Linked DNA regions of Hordeum vulgare: region 2 is linked to region 1. A link is a contact called in public Hi-C data. All regions are on one chromosome and are shown on one strand. The core of a region is the stretch at or near the end of the contact, and the rest is flanking DNA. Distances in the headings are between cores, read along the strand shown. Region 1 holds the start of LOC123412168 (probable protein NAP1). Region 2 holds the start of LOC123413649.

Region 1 (3,332 bases), core at 121-2,620:
TAGACGCAAAATAATTAGTAATTTATTTTAACAAATCCAATGTTTTTGTTCAAAAAATTGATCATAGTTATTACCACTCCATTCTCGATGGGGCGTGATGACCCTTATCGAATCCAGGGTCAAGCAATGTTTACTTAGTGCCGATGTTTTCCGCAAGGTGGGGCCTCCTAAAACAATTGCAAATGAATCATGTCATATTCAATGAACATGCATCATATCATATTCAACGGACATGCATCATATCATTTTCATCAATTATCACATACAACCTACATTCATATCATATTCATCCAATAAATATGATCAATGCAAATGAATCATATTCAACCAACATCATTCATTTATTTAACATTTGTAAATTTGTACAAAAATATATATTTAACATTTGTTAATAAAATTGAAATATGCATATGCATAATTTACCAAAATCCATCATATTCAACATTGTACTATATGCATATGATCCATTTGACAATATCCATCATATTTATCCAACTAGTTAGAATCCCTCCAACTAGTTAGAATTCCTCCAACATCCATCATATGACCATTCATTCATTTCTTTTTAACATGAACTAGGGTTCATCTTCAAACTAGATAGAATCCCTCCAACTAGTTACTAGGGTTCATATTCAACCACATATATCATATAGAATCAAACCAAACAAACCTAGGATCACCACCTTTTGACCTACTAGAGGAAATAGGGTTCATTCGTACCAAATAATGCATCAAATCGAAAGTTTTTTGATTAAAACGAAATGAAGGGATTGAAAGAGCTTATTTCTCCCATTTTGGAGCCATCTCGATCTACAAAAAAGATGAAAAACGAAGAGATCCGAAATGAGGAGTGGAGGGGTTGAGAGAGGAGGAAGAGGAACTTCCTCTATATTTTTGAGGCGCGGGGTTGAAGAAGATGGAGTGGGCGAACCGCCCCGTGCAGCTTATAACAATTCAGAGCCAACCGTCAGGGTCTCCGATGATAGGGTAAGACAGCCTATCACCGTGAAGCCCGACGGTAGAGTGGGGCGAAAAGCACGCATCGCTTTTGTTGCTGCTGACGCGGATGAGTTATCTATCATCATTGTCCTCAATGGTAGGCTATGCAACCATAGCGCCAACCGCCTAGGCAGTAGGAAAAAGGGTCAAATTCTTTTTTTTAACCAGGATCAGAATAAACCTTGGTCAAAGGGTCAAAACACCAAATTTTGCGAGTGAGGGTTTGGGGTTTGTGGACGGCGAGGTTAAAATTCAGTTGAGATCCAGGCCTTGTCACGCCCCCTGCCCGCTCACCAAACGCAGTTACGAACTTCGGGCCCACGGTCCTCCCAGTCATGCGTAGGAGTAAAGACGAAGCATAAAAAAAAGGTAAAAGAAGGGTAAGGTCGCTGTACTGCTCGTACTGCTCCCCCTCTTCAGGAGAAGCAGAGGAGAGCCATCCGAGAGCGACGGAGCTGCTTCTTCGCAATGGCGGCGAGATCTCCGCTCCACTGAGCAAGCCACCGGCCTCCTTACAGGCGTGCGTCTGCTAGGTGAGCTTGCTCGCTTGCTCTTCCAAGGAAATGCATAATTCGTGAGAAGGTTTTGGTAATCGGAGCCAGTTCGGCAGAAAGCTCGGTGCCGGCCGGTGAAGCGGAGGACAAAGGGCCAGTGGCAGGCGCGGCGGACCGGCAATTGCTCTCCATCAGGAGATGGCGCACGTTTCGTTCAAATCCAAGGAAGTGGACAGCGTGCCCCGGTGGTCGGAGTACCTGACCGCCGACGAGTCATCTCCCTCGGCGTCGGCAAGCTGGAGGACCATGGGCGTCGACGGGCCTCAAGCCTCCGCGAGTGGCCATAGGCACCTTCAGATGGAGCCAGTGGTTCAGCTCTCCAAGGTCGCGGAAGGGCTGCTGGCCAAGATGTACAGGCTCAACAGCATCCTGGACTATCCAGATCCAAACACGCACACCTTCTCAGAGGCATTTTGGAAAGCTGGTGTTATGCCGAATTTTCCCAAAATTTGCATCACCTTGTCCAAGAAATTTCCTGAGCATCCCAACAAGCTGCAGCTTGAAAAGGCAAGTGTCTCGACCATACGGATGTATCCTCTCAACCTTTGGGAACCCCTTTCATTCAAAAAATAAAATAAAATCCTCTCAACCTGGAATTTGCTTAATCTTATGGTACTATGCCTTTCAGGTAGACAAGTTTGCTCTTGATGCTTTGAATGAAAACGCGGAAGGTTACATGCAAAACCTAGAGCGATGGATCATGGTATGTGCCAACTACCGAGATTAACAATTAATTGTATCAGGCAGGATAAACAAGTTTTGTTCTGTTCTGTTGACTATCAATTAAGTGCTGCCATCTGGTAGGATAAATTTTGAATATATATGACCTAAGGCAGCCCCCGACTTGTAAAAATGGAATTACATTGACATAGGGCTTCATAATTGTATTCTGCACCCCTGTAATTGAGCATCCTCGTTGGGATTTGTAAAAATGGAATTACATTGACATAGGCCTATAGTTTCAACCTCCTTAAGTCATTATTTTCCAATGTATTGGTCAGAGATGAGACCAATGCTCCACTAGAGTATTTTTTGATACCATAATTATGTTGGTTGCCCCTAAATCCCGTTGACCTTCAATCAATACAAAAGAACAACAACGACAAAGCCTTTAGTCCCAAACAAGTTGGGGTAGGCTAGAGGTGAAACCCGTAAGATCTCGCGACCAACTCATGGTTCTGGCACATGGATAGCAAGCTTCCACGCACCCCTATCCATAGATAGTTCTTTGGTCATACTCCAATCCTTCAAATCTCTCTTTATGGACTCCTCCCATGTCAAGTTCGGTCTACCCCGACCTCTTTTGACATTATCAACACGCTTTAGCAGTCCGCTATGCACTGGAGCTTTTGGTGGCTTGTGCTGCATATGACCAAACCATCTCAGACGATGTTGGACAAGCTTCTCTTCAATCGGCGCTATCCCAACTCTATCTCATATATCATCATTCCAGACTCGGTCCTCCCTTGTGTGGCCACACATCCATCTCAACATGCGCATCTCCGCTACACCCAACTGCCACACATGTCGCCTTTTAGTCGGCCAACACTCAGCGCCATACAACATTGCGGGTCGAACCGCCGTCCTATAGAACTTGCCTTTTAGCTTTTGTGGCACTCTCTTGTCACAGAGAATGCCAGAAGCTTGGCGCCACTTAATCCATCCGGCTTTATTTCGATGGTTCACATCTTCATCGATATCCCCATCCTTCTGCAGCATTGACCCCAAATATCGAAAGGTGTCCTTCTGAGGCACCACCTGCCCGTCAAGGCTAACCTC
Region 2 (3,570 bases), core at 956-3,455, 410 kb before region 1:
AATCAAACTCAGGAGGGTTGTGTAGGGTAAGAGAAAGCTGCAAACTTCCATGAGACCACCTCTGAATTGATAGATCTTGCTCTTCTCTTCAGGAACATCCTCCTTAGCATAACGGGCCAAGTTTTGAAAGTCGATGTTATAATGATAAACAAATGAGCCTCCTTGTTGAGATTCTTGAACTTCTCACGCATACCCTCAACAAAGCTTGCCGGAATATGATGACTCCAAAATCAGGACAAAAGTAATCCCAACTAATCAAATGGCCACCTTTGGAATCCTTGAGCTTCCGCCACCATTCTGCTGGAATGTAGCTAATCTGACATAGTCCTCACGCCTCATATTGCTGCATTCGAAATGCTTTCTCATGTCGCATAGTCAATCTCCCACATCAAACGGCTGATCACAACAGGTGAAGGACTTGGGTCGATTTGCAAGGAATTGATTGAGATAAGCAAACAACTGCTAGTTGTTGAAATTCCCTTGCTCGCCTTGGTTCCTCTCTTGCATCATTTGAAGCAGCATCTGACTATTTGCATTGGTTGTAGCCATCAAAGCTTGCCACACCTCCGGAGGAGGAGGACGGGGTGGCGGAGGGTCTGATTGCTCCCCATCACGACTTGGATTCTGGCGAGTTGCTCGAGCCATCCTCGAGACGGGCATGAATATTAGATCATGGATGAAAAGATGAAGCTGGTAAGCTGAATCAAAGGCTTGAATATTGCAACTTAAAGTCTTAGAAATTTGCATTCAAACTAGAATTAGTAAGAATGCTTCCATGAAATTAGTGACGACAACATATGATTGAAAGCCGCTTGCAATTGTCCAGTTTGAGCTAGAATTGCTTGGAACAAATGTATGTCCCAACATACATCCGATGAAAGATTTTTCCAGGTGACTACTTCAATCCCCACGTGAGAATTTCAGATATCTTTATTTGTTATGCTATCATGTTGTGGGTCGGGGAACCTACTCAATGTAATCAGCTACACCTTTCCTGCAACTATCAACACATATCCGAGAAGTTCCGCAAAATCATCCACCCCAGACTTTCAAAACAAAGACGATACCAAACCAGGTAGATCATCCGATCTATCTCCACCAGTACTGGGGAAAAGTCACGGAATTATTTGCCACCATGCAAAGTATAGTTGCGTTTCAAGGTCTGCTTCTTGAGATACTAAGTAAGCTGAATGATAACGATGTGTCGAAAACCCCTTGGAGCTCAACTCCCCGGAAGAAATCAATTCAGACAGGAGGCATCAAATCAGAATTCCATCACACTCGAATCATATAGATTTCAAAATACCCGCATGATCCTAATTTTTTTGAGCTAGAAGAGGTGTAATATTAAAATTCCTAAGTCTTAAACTTCACAAGCACTACAAGAAATAAACTTGTTCATGACAAAAAATAACGACCACAGTTGAATTGGTCATAGATCTATGACTATAATTTACGAAAACGTCATGAGGTGTCTAAGAGGGTCCAAACCCTATAAAATTTTGACCATCCCTATCAAGAAGGTCATAATCCCATTACACAAAATGGTCACCGGCATGTGTAACTCTATTTATACCCGTATTGTAGGTCCTCGATGTCTGTTCCTAACTAGTGGTTGAATCTTGGAAAACTTTTTGTTCTCCGATTAAATAGATACTTTTGTACCTTGAAATGTTTTTTTGCAAAAAATCATGAGCAAACTATAAGGCAGTTGTATTTCAAATTTGACCCGCTTCGAGCTGAATGAGTGGAAATTTGTCTTTTTCACTAGAGGTCGACCGGAAGATTTTGGCACCCAACAATTTGTTCAATTGGACATTAATGTGACCTAGTATTTTAGAAAATTGATTTGGACCAAATTTGCAAAAAATATATGATAGGTCCTTCACAAAAAAACTCATTTTGAACACTCGAAAAAGGAAAAACGAAATTTTCATGCAAAGAAAATGAGAACTCCCTTTGAAAACATTGCTTGCCATTACAATATGAACCCCTCTGTAGAATAAAAAATATGTTTTTGAATTTTTCATGTGAAAAAATAGAAGAACAAAAAAAGAAAAACACAATTACATGTGCTCTTTTCTAATTGATGGAATTAGTTATCACACGGATCGGTGAGGTGGCGTCCATCCATTCATCCATCTCTTCATTTGACATCCATCCAACCATCTACAATATATACAGAAAAAATGAAAAAAAACCCACCCGCAACCAACTACCCAAACCCTACCTCCTCCCATTGCACTCTCCCCCGCACCCGCATCTTCTCTCTGCGCTCCCACGCCCTAGGGTTAGCCGCCGCCTCCGACGACCTTATTCCGACGAGCTTCGACAGCCATGGCCTGCGCGCAGCATCCTGCGAAGCTCACCTAGTACCGCTCCGTTGATCCCTCCATCCATATCCGCCCCTCCCTACCTCCAACGCTCGCGCTCAACCATCCCCCGCGGCTAGGGTTCGGGGCGCGACCTAGTCTCCACCACCGACATTTCATTGCGGAGCCTCACAGATCTTAGAGAGCCCAACACCCACCCTCCACCAACTCCTAGGTTTTCTCCATCGACGCTGCCGCCGCCACCCGCCTGATCTTCGGCCACCGGAGTCCCTCCTCTCCTCTGGCCGGTGGTTTGAGATCCGCCTCGCCCGTGAAGCACTCCGTCCAGATCTCCCCCTCCCACCTCCGAGTGCGTGGAAATCTTCCACCGATTTGCATCTCCCATCATGAACTAGATGTCGTCCGAGCTGCCTCTCCTGCAGCTTGGCGCGGCTTCTCCACGGATGCCACTAGTTACCCCTACTGCCACCGGACCTGCATGTTCAACAAAGACCAGCCGCTGCTTCTCCCTCCACCGTGCACATCTTCGCCATCATCGCCGCCGTCCTACTTTTATTCCCCTCCTGAATCGAGGTACCTCTGTCCTTCCCGCCTTCCACTTTTGCTTGCTACATTGGTCCAATTATAACTTGTTTTAGGTTCCCCTACATTCCTTGTTGTATAAATTTGATGTTCTATTTCGGATACAAGTGTTGCTTGTCCATACTTGTGAGTTGCGTTGCCTCCATGCATGTACGAGGTGTTCATAGCTTAATGAGTTTATGTTTTCAGGGAGCAAGAGAGATGAGGCGCTGATCCTGGAGGAGGTGTCTAAATACAACTCCAAGGATGGCTGCTGGCTCATCATTGTTGGCAAGGTATATCCACACATCTTCTCCCCCACTGGCCTTCCTGATTGTTTTCTTGCATTATTGTCATGCCAAGATTCATATTTTGTTCTGCATGATTGTTTTCTTACATTATTGTCATGCCATGATTCAGTTTTTCTTTCTTTCTCTCGGAGGGTCGCGATACTAGTAGCTTGCAGCACAACATGCCCTTGTCAATTTGCCAAAACATCTGGAAAAGAAATTGATACATGTTGGTTACGTGTTGGCCAGCTGGTAGCGATGAAAGTACATTAGCCGACATATTTGTCCAGTACAGTCAGACTATTTATTGAATTCTTGGTTATGGTGAAGAATTAGTTTGGCTTAGTACATGTTTAGTGATTCCTGGGGTTAAAATCCAGAGGCAA

The links. Hi-C and Micro-C count contacts between places; a contact is called where the count stands out from the background.
Region 2: a Hi-C map of leaf shows a contact between it and region 1, with 2.5 times the contacts expected there. The contact joins the promoter of LOC123413649 here to the promoter of LOC123412168 in region 1. A contact is called at or near these places in 1 of 6 Hi-C or Micro-C datasets (leaf) and 1 of 1 datasets of contacts at active chromatin or transcription factors (embryo).

Annotation. Positions count from the first base shown.
Region 1 is chr7H:225,265,586-225,268,917 of MorexV3_pseudomolecules_assembly, reverse strand. LOC123412168 (probable protein NAP1) reads left to right here and starts at 1,370. Exons shown (of 24, transcript XM_045105108.1): 1 at 1,370-1,532; 2 at 1,610-2,060; 3 at 2,182-2,256. The coding sequence starts at 1,692.
Region 2 is chr7H:225,676,073-225,679,642 of MorexV3_pseudomolecules_assembly, reverse strand. LOC123413649 reads left to right here and starts at 2,205. Exons shown (of 3, transcript XR_006613788.1): 1 at 2,205-2,906; 2 at 3,105-3,570.